Regions from separate parts of the Columba livia genome. Here region 2 is linked to region 1. A link is a contact called in public Hi-C data. All regions are on one chromosome and are shown on one strand. The core of a region is the stretch at or near the end of the contact, and the rest is flanking DNA. Distances in the headings are between cores, read along the strand shown. Region 1 holds the start of CREB3L2 (cAMP responsive element binding protein 3 like 2). Region 2 overlaps CREB3L2 (cAMP responsive element binding protein 3 like 2).

Region 1 (6,593 bases), core at 1,536-4,035:
CTTTATTTTCAGCGTGTTAGTAACTATTGAAATCTACAATTAAAAATCCTCCAAGCAATACAGGCAAAAATTAGGAGGATAGTTGTGTCTGTGTAATGTTCTTGCTGGTTTTGTGGTGCTTTCCAGAGTGCCTGATTTCTGGTGTAGTGTCAGTTTGTAACCAGCAACACATGACACATTAGACTGCTATCCTAAGTGTTGTATCAGGACACTGAATAATTAATATTCTCTGGAAAGGATTAATTTCCTCCACTTTTGTATTTTCTTTCTTGGTGCCCTATATGTGCTGCCAATTTTTAGCAGAAACTTGTTAATACAGATTTATTTTCCCAAGAATAACTGGTGATGCAGCACGAAAACTTCTGTGTGGTCTGTATGCTGTTAGTTGCCACCATACAGGGTGAATTGGTCATATTTCCTTACAAAATTTCAGGTAATTGTTTTAAGAATGTTGAAGCTCAAAAATGAGTTGTAGCCTTAGACATTAATTTTAATAATATAGCAGGAACCTGGCAGGATGCCCAGTTACCAGTATCTAGTCACTGGTTGCCAATGTCATGTTTTGTATTGGTGAATAGCCCCAGAAGTGGATAGTCTGTGTATGAAAGTATTTCAGTTGCCAAAGAGATCTTCCAAGATGCTTATGAACACTCAGCGGTGCTGTGTAACACAGCAGCAGCTATGCCTCAGTACCAATGTTACAAGAGAGCCCTGGGGAAGTGTAGAGGGGAGAGGGAGACAGTTTTATGTGATGCAAGAAGAGTGGAAACCATTGGGAAAAGCAGCACGCTGTTCACTTGGTGTGCCTAGTTTCCCATCAGTGCTTTACCCAAGGGAGAATGACAGAAGTATGTACTGTGCAACTTGTTTCCTAACTCAGTATTTCTTCCTGAGAAATGTGTTAGGATGAAAAAGTTCAGTCCAGTACTGTTGGTCAAATAGTAGTCCTTAGGAGACACTCATCCTCAGTATTTAAAAAAAACAAAGTTGCAGTCACCTAGTCATCACCTTTTTTCTTCTTTTAAGCTGGCTTTTATTTTGTTGGCTTACAAGGCAAAGATGGCTCTCCCTTCAGGCTTCTCACATGGGCAAAACACTAATTTAGTGCTCCAGCCCAAAGAAATTCTCTAGTCACAGCAGTGATTTTAGCAGGATCTAATGTCAGCCAACAGAGTGATGGAGAGCCTTTTGTTAAACGGATTATCACAAGGCAGCAAAAGCTTTGAAAGAACACATCCAATGAAAACAGGGATGTTTCGGGATAAGGAACTGACCTTTACAAGTTTCACAATCTGCATCTTGGGACTGGCACAATGTAATTGCTTTGACAACAGTGCCTGACACTGCCAGGACACAAGAAGTTTCAAAGTTTGTACCTCTGGTCAGGCTTGCCAAAGTGGTAGCTAACAATTCAGGTGCTAGTAATTTGGCCTGAGCTGTTTTCTGAGCTGCTGAGGGCATATACTGGACTGATTTCTTTCACAAATAACTCATCTTTGCAGGAGATCTTTGTTTAGGGCGGTTATGGATTTTCCCTTCATATTCTTCATCAAACAATGTAGCTTTTGTTACACTATTTTTTTTTTTAATCAAAAAAAAAAACCAAACAAAAGGTCTTAAAGGGACAACACTGACAAGGTTATGAATATTTTTCCACTTTTTGTTTCTGCTGTGACTGATGGGTGCTGGGAAGTTCCTGTGACTTTGTTTTCCTCGGAGGGCTAGTCTAGGCTCTCCTTCCCGAGGACTGTATTGCTGACACGGCACAAGCGTTGGCTCTGTGGGTGAGTGGAAGCAGCATGCCATGAGAGATGCAGCGTCAAGGGGAGCTCTGGAAGAGAGGAACGCATCAGGATATCCAGTTAAAATGCAGGCACGACGCAGTGTGGAAATGCCAATTAGTGTTGAGCTGACCCACAGCAAAATCCCTTGATTAGCTTCCAGGAGCTGAAAGGAAACATGGAAGAATGCCCAGTTTCTTAAATCATAAAGATTTGGCTTATTTCGTTTTTAAAGAACAATGAAATGTCAACGTTGTCCCGGCTTGGCATGAAAGGAAGTCTTAAAATACCAGAATTTCCCATTGACTAGGATTATTTTTACTGCTGGTTGATGAGCCCTCTGGGAGTGGTGTCAGTCAACAGAGAATTCATTGCTGCGAATGCTGTGGCCATGCAGAGTTTTAAAATGCAGTTTATCCTAAAGTAGCTGTTTTCTACAAAGTACGTTCTGACACATCTCTTCTCTATAGAGCAGGTCAGCTGAGCTCAGTCCAGCAAACCGTGAGTGTTGTCTGATTTTCGTGCTTCCTCTTTAATTAAACCACAGGACCAAGGGGTTGGTAGCTTCAAACCGTGTGAGCCCCGCAGCGGCAGCGCTGGGGTGAGGGGACGGCGGGGGCCCGGGGGCTGTCCCGGACGGTTACCGCTGAGCCGGCGGGGCTGGTACCGCTCCGGGAGGCCGCACAGGCAGCTGTGCGGGCCGCCAGGCGCCGCTCCGCGCCCCGTCCCGTCCCGCAGCCCCCCGCCCTCACACAGCCGTCGCCACGGGGGCGGGGCGGCGAGCGGCGGCTGCAGTCTTGTCGCTGCCGCGTTGGCTGACGAGCCCGTCGCTCCCGGCGCCCCCGGCGTTCCATTGGCCACGCGGGGCACGGGGATCTCCCCCCACGCCGTGACGCGCCCGGAGGGTCCCCGCCCACATTCCACAGCTGGAGCCGTGCGGGGAGTGCCGATTGGCGGCCTCGGCTGCGGGGGCGTGGCGCGGCCGCGGGGCGGTGGGGGCGCGGCGCGCAGCTGGCGGGGGTGGCCCGCCCGGCGCGGTGTCCGCACACTCCCGCTGGCGGCGGGGACGCGGCCTCAGCCCGGTAGCGAGGCGGGGAGCGACCGGCGGGCGGCTCCGCGGCCCATGGGAGCGGACGGCGCGGCGTGAGCCGGCCGCCGCGGGTGCGCAGGGGCAGGCAGGGAGGCGGTGGGTTGGCCGGCGGGGCTGCCCCGTTGGTTGCGGCCGCCATGGAAGTGTGCGAGAGCGGCGGGGAGCAGCAGCCGCTGCTGCACTGGGACCGCAAGCTGAGCGAGCTGTGCGAGCCCGCCGACCCCGACACCCTGCTGTGCCACACGGTGAGGAGCGGCGGGGGCGCAGCCGTTGGAGGGGCCTCCTGGGGGCCGGTGCCCGGCCGGAGCCGCCGGGAGGGCGGGGATGGGATGGCTGAGACGCCCCCCGTGGGCGGCCGCGTCTCGGGGCGCCGTGGCAGGGATTGTGCCAGGCGTTCTCGGCTTCCCCCTTGGGGCGGGGGTCGGTGCTGGGCGGGTGGAGGCCTTCGGCCAACAGGTGCTCGCCCGCCGCCCCTCCGCGGGGCCGGGTGCCCTCGGGGGAGCGGGGTGTCTTCGGGCCGGCGCTGGGACCGTGTCTCGCCCCGTCTGCGCCGTCGTGTCACAACTTCCTCCGCGCCCGGGCGCAGCCGCTGGCGGCTTCTGGCAGTTGGGGTCCCGCTCGGCCTGCTGCCCCCGTACCCCTGCGCAGGCCGGGAGCCCAGCCTGGGCGTCGCCTCTGTCCCCTTCTCCCGGCCGGGGCTCCCCCTTCCTCTCTTCCCCCGGGGGTGCCGTCAGGGGAAGCCGGCCGGGTGTCCTCCTCGAACACCCTCCCGCTCCGCGGTGTCCCCCGGCGCAGGACAGGAAGGAGATGACCAAAGGGCCTGGATTGTCCCGGGATGGACATCGTGGCCCGAGGGACTCCCTGGAACCTGGTCGTTTGTCATCATGCCAGTGTCAGAAAAGTTAACTATCCTGTAGATGTCTCTTAAACATGTTGGTTAAATGCTTGCTTGAATAGCCTTTAGTTTTGACTTTATTTTTAATTGGAATCCTCATACTTTCACTTGTGCAAAATGCATAGTTAGGACAATCTCAAGGAACTACATCTTTTGTTTCTCTGTTAATGTGGAGGCTTTTTGCAAGCACAGAGATAAAACTTTATAAACTCACGTAGGTGCAAATCCTAAGTGGAAGAGAGCTGGAGCGCTTTGGGATGGCGTGCACGAGAGACTCCTCTAGTCCACAGCTGGTGCAAAGCACAGAGTAGTCTCCAGCGTGGGCCCCAAGGGAGAACCCTGTTTAATACGGTGACAGTGGCTGGCGTGTCGCGTGGTCGGTGCCCGTGGGACCTCCGCGTTTCTTTCTGGCACCTTGGAGAGTGATGTGCAAGTACAGTCACCCCACCGAGAGCAGAGCTGATCCCGCAGCGCGATGTGTGGCTGGGCAGCATGCTGGTGCTCCGTGGAGATCCTGGTGTTGGTCTTGAAAGGCAAACAAAGATAATTTTATTTGTTGCGTGCGGTACACTGTGGCCTTACTGATCCGGGATCATGTCCGTGATAAGCTGCAAAACCTGGCTTCAGCAGGAAGTTTTTTTTAAAAAACAACAAGACTTTCTTTAAATGTTGTTTGGCTGCTTTGTCTTTGAAAAGTCTTGGGTGTTCTTGCGCAACGTGTATCTTCTGATAGATCTGGGGAAGAGCAATCAGATGCTGTGGTGGGTTGTTTTTTTTCTTTGGAAGAGCCAGCTGGAACACTTAACAATGGAAAGCTCTTCCTTCAGACAGCTGTTTTCTTGGTTTTGGGGTTTTTTTCTTCAACAAGAAGAATGTTGTGAATGAAATGATAGTCTCTTCAGACAGTGCTCCTACTCAGATTTTACAGTGGTACTGGGATACTTCCTCCTACTTTGTTTGGATCCTCGTGATGAGAATGAAGTTGCCACTTGTAACTTTTTTCTTCTTCAGTTTTCTCATATGTTTTTAATTAATTCACTGAAGGCAATCTTGCACTTGGGCTAGAACTTGTGGCTTTAGTGACACAGATATGTGTGGTTTCTGTCATATTTCAGCAAGCCTGAGGCTTGGTTTTATGTGTAACTTGACAGACAAAACATCCTGGCTGTCTGGTGGATGGAAATGTGGTGCTTTTCCCTCTGTTGTTTTCAAGTTTTATTGGGGATTTTGAACTTCAAATGCTACGGTGATGTGTGTTTTGCAAGAGGCAGTGCATAGATGGATCTTCAAAACTTTGGGCTGTGACCCCTCCCTTTGGGAGTAGCATTCTGCTGTTGGTTTGTTTGTGTGGTTTGTTTGGTTGGTTGGTTGGGTTTTTTTTAGGAGTTTATGACTTATGTAGACCAACTTAAAATAAAAAGTGTGAAATCAATTTATATTTTTGTTGGTTTTGGGATTCTTCCAAAAGAAGTTACCAATGAAAAAATAAAAGCAATGAAACACTATGGATGAAGTAGGTATAGTGGTATATTAAGATCTTTAAAGGAAAAAAAGGGAAGTTTTCTGAAATTATTATTCTCAGAGGGGGAGCACAACTTTCTTCCTGAACTTTTTGCAGAGTGCATCCTGCTGTGTGGAGGAAAATACTGTGCTTGATGTCGTGAAACACAAGTTCTCCATTTACTCCGGGCCAAAGCCTCGTAGAAACGTTTTTAAAAACAAACCGGACAAACAAAAACCCCTATGGATGAAACATTAGTTCTTCCCCTGGCTTATGCTTTCCATCTGGACTGGTTTGACCCAGCCGGTTCTGCTGTGTTTGTTAAGTTATTGCAGGGCCTTTCTGAGAAGATGGAGGTGATGAGCAGACCCTTCTGCATGCTCTCTCTACGTGGGCGCCCACCACTGTGGGCTGTCATCCTCACGGCTGAGGAACACGTGCCCAGTGGCATCTTCTGGTCTTTGCATGCTCCTGAGATGTCCCATAGCCGGGTGTGTGAGCCTGTCTTCACGAAAAGTTGTGAGTGGGCTTGGAAAAGGTGCCTGGGACAGTCGCACAGCCCAAGCTGTGAGAGCTGGGTTGGCGAGGGGGAGGAGGGAAAAGATGACGACTGAGAGGAGAGTTCACAAGCAGGAAGAAGGATCCGTGTCCTCTTTGGCAGCTGGACCCATGTATGCAGGCAAGGGTGAGAATTCTGTGCCAGCTGCCTTTTGTGTATTTTAAGTTAAATCTTAACCTTTTTACAACTACAAAGGCCATTCCTGGGTCTGGTTGATTTGAAGCTAGTAGGCAAGTGTGCATACACTTATAAACTCAACCTCTATTTTACATTGTTCCAGCCTGCCTTAATTACCAGGGCTGAAATCCAGCCGCCTGGGGATTTACATTTCTCTTTAACAGCTGATGATTTCACCAGTGCCTGAAGCAGCGTGAGGAGCAGTTCCCTTGCTCTGCTGGTGCTGTCGGTGATGTCACCGTCTGTGCTGGGAGAAACTCAGACCCTGAGGAGCTCAGCTCTGGTGTTGGCAGGCAGCAGTCCTCGAGGTGGCTCGTTAAAGTCTTCACTGTTTATAGTAATCACCTGGATGCTAGATAGCTTTATAGCAGTTATTTTTCCAGAGTGGCTTCCTTTCCCAGAGGTGTATTCATGGCATATCACCAAATCACAGAATGCTAGGGATTGGAAGGGACCTCAAAAGATCATCTAGTCCAATCCCCTGCCGGAGCAGGAACACCCAGAGGAGTTTACACAGGCATGTGTCCAGGCGCGTTTTGAATGTCTCCAGAGAAGGAGACTCCACAACCTCCCTGGGCAGCCTGTTCCAG
Region 2 (6,593 bases), core at 1,077-3,576, 64 kb after region 1:
CCATTTTTTAGCAGACACTCCTAGCCTTGGAAGCTGGGTGGTGGTGGCAACTCTAGTGGGAATTTGAATTGGAGCCTCAAAACCTTGTGGTCTGTGTCTCTCTTGCCATTTAGCAGTGGATCCTCTGCATTTGCCTCCAACCCCTCCCAGCAGCCATGGCAGTGACTCTGAAGGAGGACAGAGCCCGGCTAGATCGCTCCCTCCTTCAAGTCCAATCCAACTACAAGCCACGGCTAAAGTGACATCACGCACAACTTCAGCGCTCTCCAATTCCCCCCTCCTGACTGCACCACATGTAAGTTGGGCTGGCTTTTTCTAGCATATCTCTCTCTCTCTTTTGTTTTTGTTTGTTTGTTTGTTTTTAATTACTGGTTTTTTTTGCCATGGATTTGCTGATTTTCTGTTGTTCTTTAGCTTAATCCATCTCAGGTCAAAACTGCAGATCCAGTAGTTCTTGCTCACTGGTCTGCTCTCTCCCCACAGAGAACAGCATGTGCCTCTCCTCTAAGTTGAAACAGGGTTCAACAGTGTTATTAGGTTTCTCCCACCATGGATTGTGTTTTGCATTAAGGCCCAGCCCTACTGGGTTAACCTGTCTCTGGTAGATCTGCATTTGTTCTCTTGTCTTGTCAAAAGCAAGTGGTGATCTTCTGAGAGGGATTTTCAGTAGTACTTCTCATTTGTCTCCCTGTTTAAGCCAAGAGAAGTTTTACTGTTGGTCTCAATGTGTTCAAAGCTGGGCCAAGAACAACTGTGTTGAGAGAATCCTGTCCCAAAGGTTCAGTCTCTGCATGGAAGCTGTCTAAAAGGTCTTCCCCTTCTATGCATTCCCAATCACAAGAGGTTGCTGTGTTAGTAAGCAGAGGCCTCTCTAAAGTGGGAGAGCTGCTGCCTCTCTTCCCTAACACCCTTTTCTCTATGGCTGTGTGCACTTGCTGTTATAGTATTTTGTTTCTATGATACTTCCAGAAATTACAGGGGACCGGCCCACTTATCCTGACAGAGGAGGAGAAGAGGACACTGATAGCAGAGGGGTATCCAATCCCTACCAAACTGCCTCTGACAAAAGCAGAGGAGAAAGTGCTGAAGAAAATCCGCAGGAAAATAAAGAACAAGGTAAATGTTAGTTGGCTTCGGTAGGAATTCCAGCTCATCCTTCATTTAAAAAGTCCTGCAACAATTATGCAGTAATGCTCTGTGGTATTGTTGAATGATTTAAGTTGTCTTTTAATAAAGTGTTTTTCTTTGTTCCTAAACACATCCATCAAATTATCTGTCACTGTGGCAGTGTGCTTCTGTCTGGGTATTTACCTGAACACATGAACAATAGAGTATTTAGCAAGCAGGGTATCAAATTGCTGTTGCTTGGCTCCATTTTAAAAATAGTACAATCCCACCCTTATGGTAAGCGAAGACCTCTGTATTCTTTCTGTGCTGATTAAGGTGTTATTTTCCATTGATTCATGTTTTAAAATATGACTGTGTATTTCAGTGCCTTTGTCTTTTGATCACTGAATTCCATGACCTTTAAATGAATGGTTGATACCAAGGCTGTGAAGTACCTTATGAGTCTTTACTTTCTTCCAACATAGGGAAGAACCTAGTGATAGGGAGGAAAGCATTTTTTTTTTCAGACCTGACCAGCTCACTTGTTCTAGAGGATATTAGCACATCTTTGAAGGTTAATGCATTCTGTTATTGGTTTTGCAGACACTGGAGTAAATTTGCCCACACTAAATTGGAATTTGGTCTTGTAGTATATTTTTTCAAGATTTTTGGAAGTGACTTTGTGCATTTAATGTACCACTTTCTTATAATCATAGTAATTTATATTGGAAAGTATCTCTGGATCCTTTGGTCCAACCCTTTGCTTTGAAAGCAGGGTCAACTTGGAGCAAGTTGTTCAGGGACTTGTCCAGTCACATTTTACTGTCTCAGAGGGTGATGAATCCCCAGCATCTCTGGGCAACCTGTTCCCATATCAGGCCACTCTTGTGGTAAAAGAAAATAGATAGAATTCTTAATGCCTAATTGGAATTTCCTGTGTTGCAACTTGTATTTGATGCCTCTTACCATTTTGCTGTAAGCTTCTGAGAAGACTCTGACATCACCTTTGCTACACAAGATAGTAGAAGATAGCAATAGAATTCCTTCCTTAGCCTTCTCTGCTCAAAGCTGAGCAAACCTGGCTTTCTCTGCCTTTCCTGATGTGTCATGTGCTCCAGCATGCTTATTATAGCAGTGGTCCTCCTCTGGGCTTGCTTCTGTACATCCAAAATTACTTCAGAGCTACAAACTGTACATTGTACTCAACTATAGTCTTGCAGGCACTGAATAGAGGGAAAGAACCATTTCTCTCAACCTGCTAACTACACTCTTGTTAGTGTAGACTCCGATCTAGTTGACCACCTTTGCTACAGGGGCATATTGCTGACCTATGTCTGACTTGTTGTTCATCAAGACATGCAAGTCTTTTTCTACAAAGCTGCTGTCTAGCACATGGATGGGTTTTTCCTCTGCCAGATACAGGACATTGTCCTGAGATCACCTTTTAGTGTTTGTCCTAGGCTATTCTTTCCAGATAAAACTGATTTACTTTAAGGTTATTTGGTAAGAGCAAGGAATGATCTTTTTCCTACTACTGAGAGGAGCAGTCTTGCTTCAGGATGTGAAAACAGACCAAGTCAGTGCTTTGCTTACCAGGAATAGAAGTGAGAACAGCACAGAGACTTGAATCTAATAACATCAGGGCTTTTTACCAGTTTATTAGTTGATTTTTTTTTTTTTTCCCTATCCAAATATTTGGTGTTTTTCTTCCTTTTTCCTTAGATCTCTGCCCAGGAAAGCAGAAGAAAAAAGAAAGAATACATGGACAGCCTGGAAAAGAAGTAAGCCAGCCTCCTTCCTGTTTCAAGCGGGCCAATAGCACTGGTTGCTGGACTGGGAAGGGATCCAACTGTTGATGCTGGGACTGTTTTGTGCACAGAGTGCCAGCTGCCATCTCGTGGTTGTGTCTGAGAAAAGGCCTTTCTCCTGGTTTCTGCTTGTACGTGCGCTGGGGTGCTGCATACATAGCTGTGTCTACCTCCAGCACGTCGCTAACGTGCCAACAGAGATTTCAAACCTTAAATAAGGCAAAACCCATCTGCTGTCAGCCTCCCCCTCATGCAAGTCTGTTAGCTTTGTGTGTAGGCAACGTCCAGGGAAAGGTGGATTCAGAGCAAACATATTCTGTCTTCTAGTGCAGATGGAGACAGAAATAGGGAGTGGGTGAGTCAAGACTGCCTAGGAAAATAAGCAGGACTCAGGAAAACAGCATGTGACCCATTGATTTCCTTTAGAGGGAAGGAGCCAAACTCCCAGTTAGTGATTTATATCCCAAGTTAATCTTTATTCCAACAGACAAGTATTCCAGTATTTCTCTTATGTATTTCACCAGATGGATCTGTTAAATGTCTTGCACCATCTTTGGTGATATCCTTCATGTAATTTCCTTTTTTTTCTTCTTATCTCTTTATGGATGAGTCTTGCTTTCTCAGAGTTGCTCTGGTGAAAGTCCACCATATACATACAGATACCAAAGCTATTTCCCTTTACCTTTTTCCTTCTAGAAGCTATTACAGCTGGTCATGTTTGTCTTTTTAGGAGCCCTATATTTTTACTTGGGCCTCTTATGTGGCATGCCATATGATAACCAACTTTAGTTTAGGGGGTTTCCAGGAGCAGTGTGGAAGTGATCACTCTCTTGGAAATGAATACTCTTCACACCTGAAATTCGAGGTTCTGATTTCAGAAGCATAGCATTCGCTAGATTTCTTGGTGCCTCATACTAGTAATGAAATGCAGACATTGAAAACCTTTGCACAAAATACTTGCTAGCGACATAAATACAGCATGTTCTGTAACTTTAAAAGTATCTGTCCCATGGCCTGATGCACAGAGAAAGTCTGAGCAGGGTCTTTGCTGTTGCTGTTTCAAGAGGCAAAAAGTAGTTACAGCCCACCCTGAGTGAGCCACACCTGCTGGGGTGTAGTTGAGCACTGTAAGCAGGTGCTCCACAGGGAGTAGTGTCTTTTGCAATATCTTTTACACCATGAAGTATGATTAAAGATTATGACTAAAGCTCATTGGTATAACTTTTCATTAAGTGTAGGCAAGACCACAGACATCTCTGTGAAAGCAAGTTTAATAAATGATTGATTTTTTACATTCCTCTTTCTTTTCTTGTGCTATCTCCAGAGTTGAAACTTGTTCAAATGAAAATAGTGAGCTGCGTAAGAAGGTTGAAGTCCTGGAGAATACCAACAGGTAATGTATGAAGGGAATAAAACAAAACTGTAGCATGATATTACAGTGAAAAATGAAAATCTGAAAGTTAAGAGATTGCTTGAAGTGTGATAGCTGTATCTGGTCTGGTTATTGTCAAAGAAAGATGAAGAAGGCCAGTTATTGTGACTGCAGTGTGATGTAACACATAGAGGCTTTGATGAGGTCTTATATTATCTCCCTAGCCTGTGGTGTGCTTGGAAAATCTTCTAGTACTCTTATTTGTGCTCTTCCACTGCACAAGGAAACATGATTAGTGACACATAGCAAACTAAAAACTACAGCCCAACTCTCCAGATTGTCTTTATTTAGTGAAAGACTGTTTTGACAGGAGACCTTGACCTGGAACATGAGACATCCAGAAATTATAGCACTGAAGAGTCATTATTAATTCCTTCTGAACTAACATGTCATTGCAATTATTGTGCACCCTTCTAACCACCTCACACCCCAGGATTTCCTTCATTTAGAGGGAAAAAATCAACTTCATGTTTCTTCATTTCCGAAGAAGTGGGTGCCTCAGTGCTGGCTTTCTCAAAGGACACATGGCAGAAAATGTTTGATAGCTAAGCTTTTAATCTAATGTTAACTGAGAGTGGAGTTGCATTTAAAAATGTCCATCATGGATCATGCTCCGAGTGTTCTCAAATGATGGCAAATTCCAATGAGTAGGTACTAGATAAGTCCACTGTTAACACCTTCTAGTTAGAGGCATTTGTCGTGATGGTTGAATATTAGCATTGAACATGATGGTAGCACTGAAGTGTGGGAGGAGGCTGGGTTTTGAAGATAAGACCCACGATCACGAAAAATGGCCCTAGAGCTTTTCTGGCAGCCAATGTATTGCTAATTGAGTGACATGTGTTGTTTCTAATCTCCGGATCCAATCTCTAATTTCGTGGAGCCAGACCCTGTAGCACTGCAATTTGCTGGAGAGTCTCCCACACACTGCTCATGCATAAAGACATCTGCTGCTTGTTTGAAGAGAGCCAAGCCATTTCTGTGCCTCCTGTAGCTTCCTCCAGGGCTTTTGCATAAAAGAACCAGGAATCGTTCTGTAGGTGTGGAGTAGGATTTTCTTTCCCAGGATCTGTCCCAGGAGGTGCTGAAGCCAGCTGCTCTAAGGAAAGGTGCAGCTGTGGATGAGCTACTCAGGGACAAGAAGTTGTCAAGCCTAGAGTTGTTCTCCCCAGTTCATATAAACTTAGCCAGCTTTTTCCATCTTGGAGTTACTGTGGATGCGATCATGAGAACAGGTTTATTGGTATTGTCTGTTCTTTTAGACAGGACCTTTAGCATCCTCTTTATTATTTGATGATCTCAATTCTCGCATGCTAAATGTTCTAAAAATATTTAGTGAACTGATATTATCTCTGAATCCTTCATACTTTGCGCATGTGGGATGAGTTGCCTTGTTTTCTTCCCACTGCAATAGCATTGATATTGATTTGTAATCTCCTGCAGAGAAGCAGATGTTCCTGACCCTCTGCACAGAAATTCTTGCAATTCATGGTGATGCTGTTTTGGCTATTTAGATACAAACTGTACCTAAACTCTGTTAAGGCTTCAAATTGAAGTACTGAGAAATTTCTGAAAGTGCCTGTTTTCATCAAGCCTGAGTTACATAACATACCACATTATGGGTTTTTTTCACCTTAGCCCCAAAGAGCCGCTTTTCTTATTTATTGTATAATTGTGCAACTGTCTCATTCAGAGAATGTCTCCAGGACTTTGTTTAATGTACATTATCCATTTCATATGGTGTATTGAGAATGTCTGGTTTTCTCAGTGGTATTTGCACAGAGCCTTGATATGGCATCCAGAAACGGACCAAATGTTTCAGAAATTGTCTTCACGGCATCCTACAGCTGGTACTTCCATCTCCTGTGTACAGTCAGGAATCAAAGTTCAAAGCAGTGATGGTCAAAATTATGCAGTGTCAGTTTATTTTTGGATATCCAAATTTAAATGTTTAGGACTTTATTTCTCAAAATCCCTAGCACACAGTTATACACACATGTACCTTACTTAATATGCCCAAAGCAGAGCCCCAATTGACTTTAACTTGGGGTGTTCAAAGCAGTAAAAACTGAAGATGTTGTTGAAGGTCTTCTCTAAAAATAGACCTACAAACATCAGAGCTGTTTTCTCATTGTGAAAAATTCTAAGAGTGCAAGAAAGATAACAGGAAAATAAGAGCAGTGATTACCTGTAAAAATGTTGATGCATTAAGTGTGGATGAAGGCAAACTTGGGTTTTTACCTTGT

What was found. A called contact is a pair of places that touch in the nucleus more often than the background predicts.
Region 2: a contact with region 1 is called in a Hi-C map of crop, with 4 times the contacts expected there. The contact joins the enhancer-like site here to the promoter of CREB3L2 in region 1. A contact is called at or near these places in 2 of 2 Hi-C or Micro-C datasets (crop and liver).

What each region holds. Positions count from the first base shown.
Region 1 is chr1:151,124,561-151,131,153 of bColLiv1.pat.W.v2, forward strand. It overlaps CREB3L2 (cAMP responsive element binding protein 3 like 2), which reads left to right and starts at 2,786. Exons shown (of 12, transcript XM_065038742.1): 1 at 2,786-3,116. The coding sequence starts at 3,009.
Region 2 is chr1:151,188,950-151,195,542 of bColLiv1.pat.W.v2, forward strand. It overlaps CREB3L2 (cAMP responsive element binding protein 3 like 2), which reads left to right. Exons shown (of 12, transcript XM_065038742.1): 5 at 117-295; 6 at 970-1,116; 7 at 2,830-2,888; 8 at 4,240-4,308. Among named protein-coding and RNA genes, the nearest start is that of DGKI, 25 kb to the right of the region's middle. Within about 2 kb of position 2,327, at least 1 of the 3 cell types and tissues checked has an H3K27ac peak away from gene starts, as active enhancers do.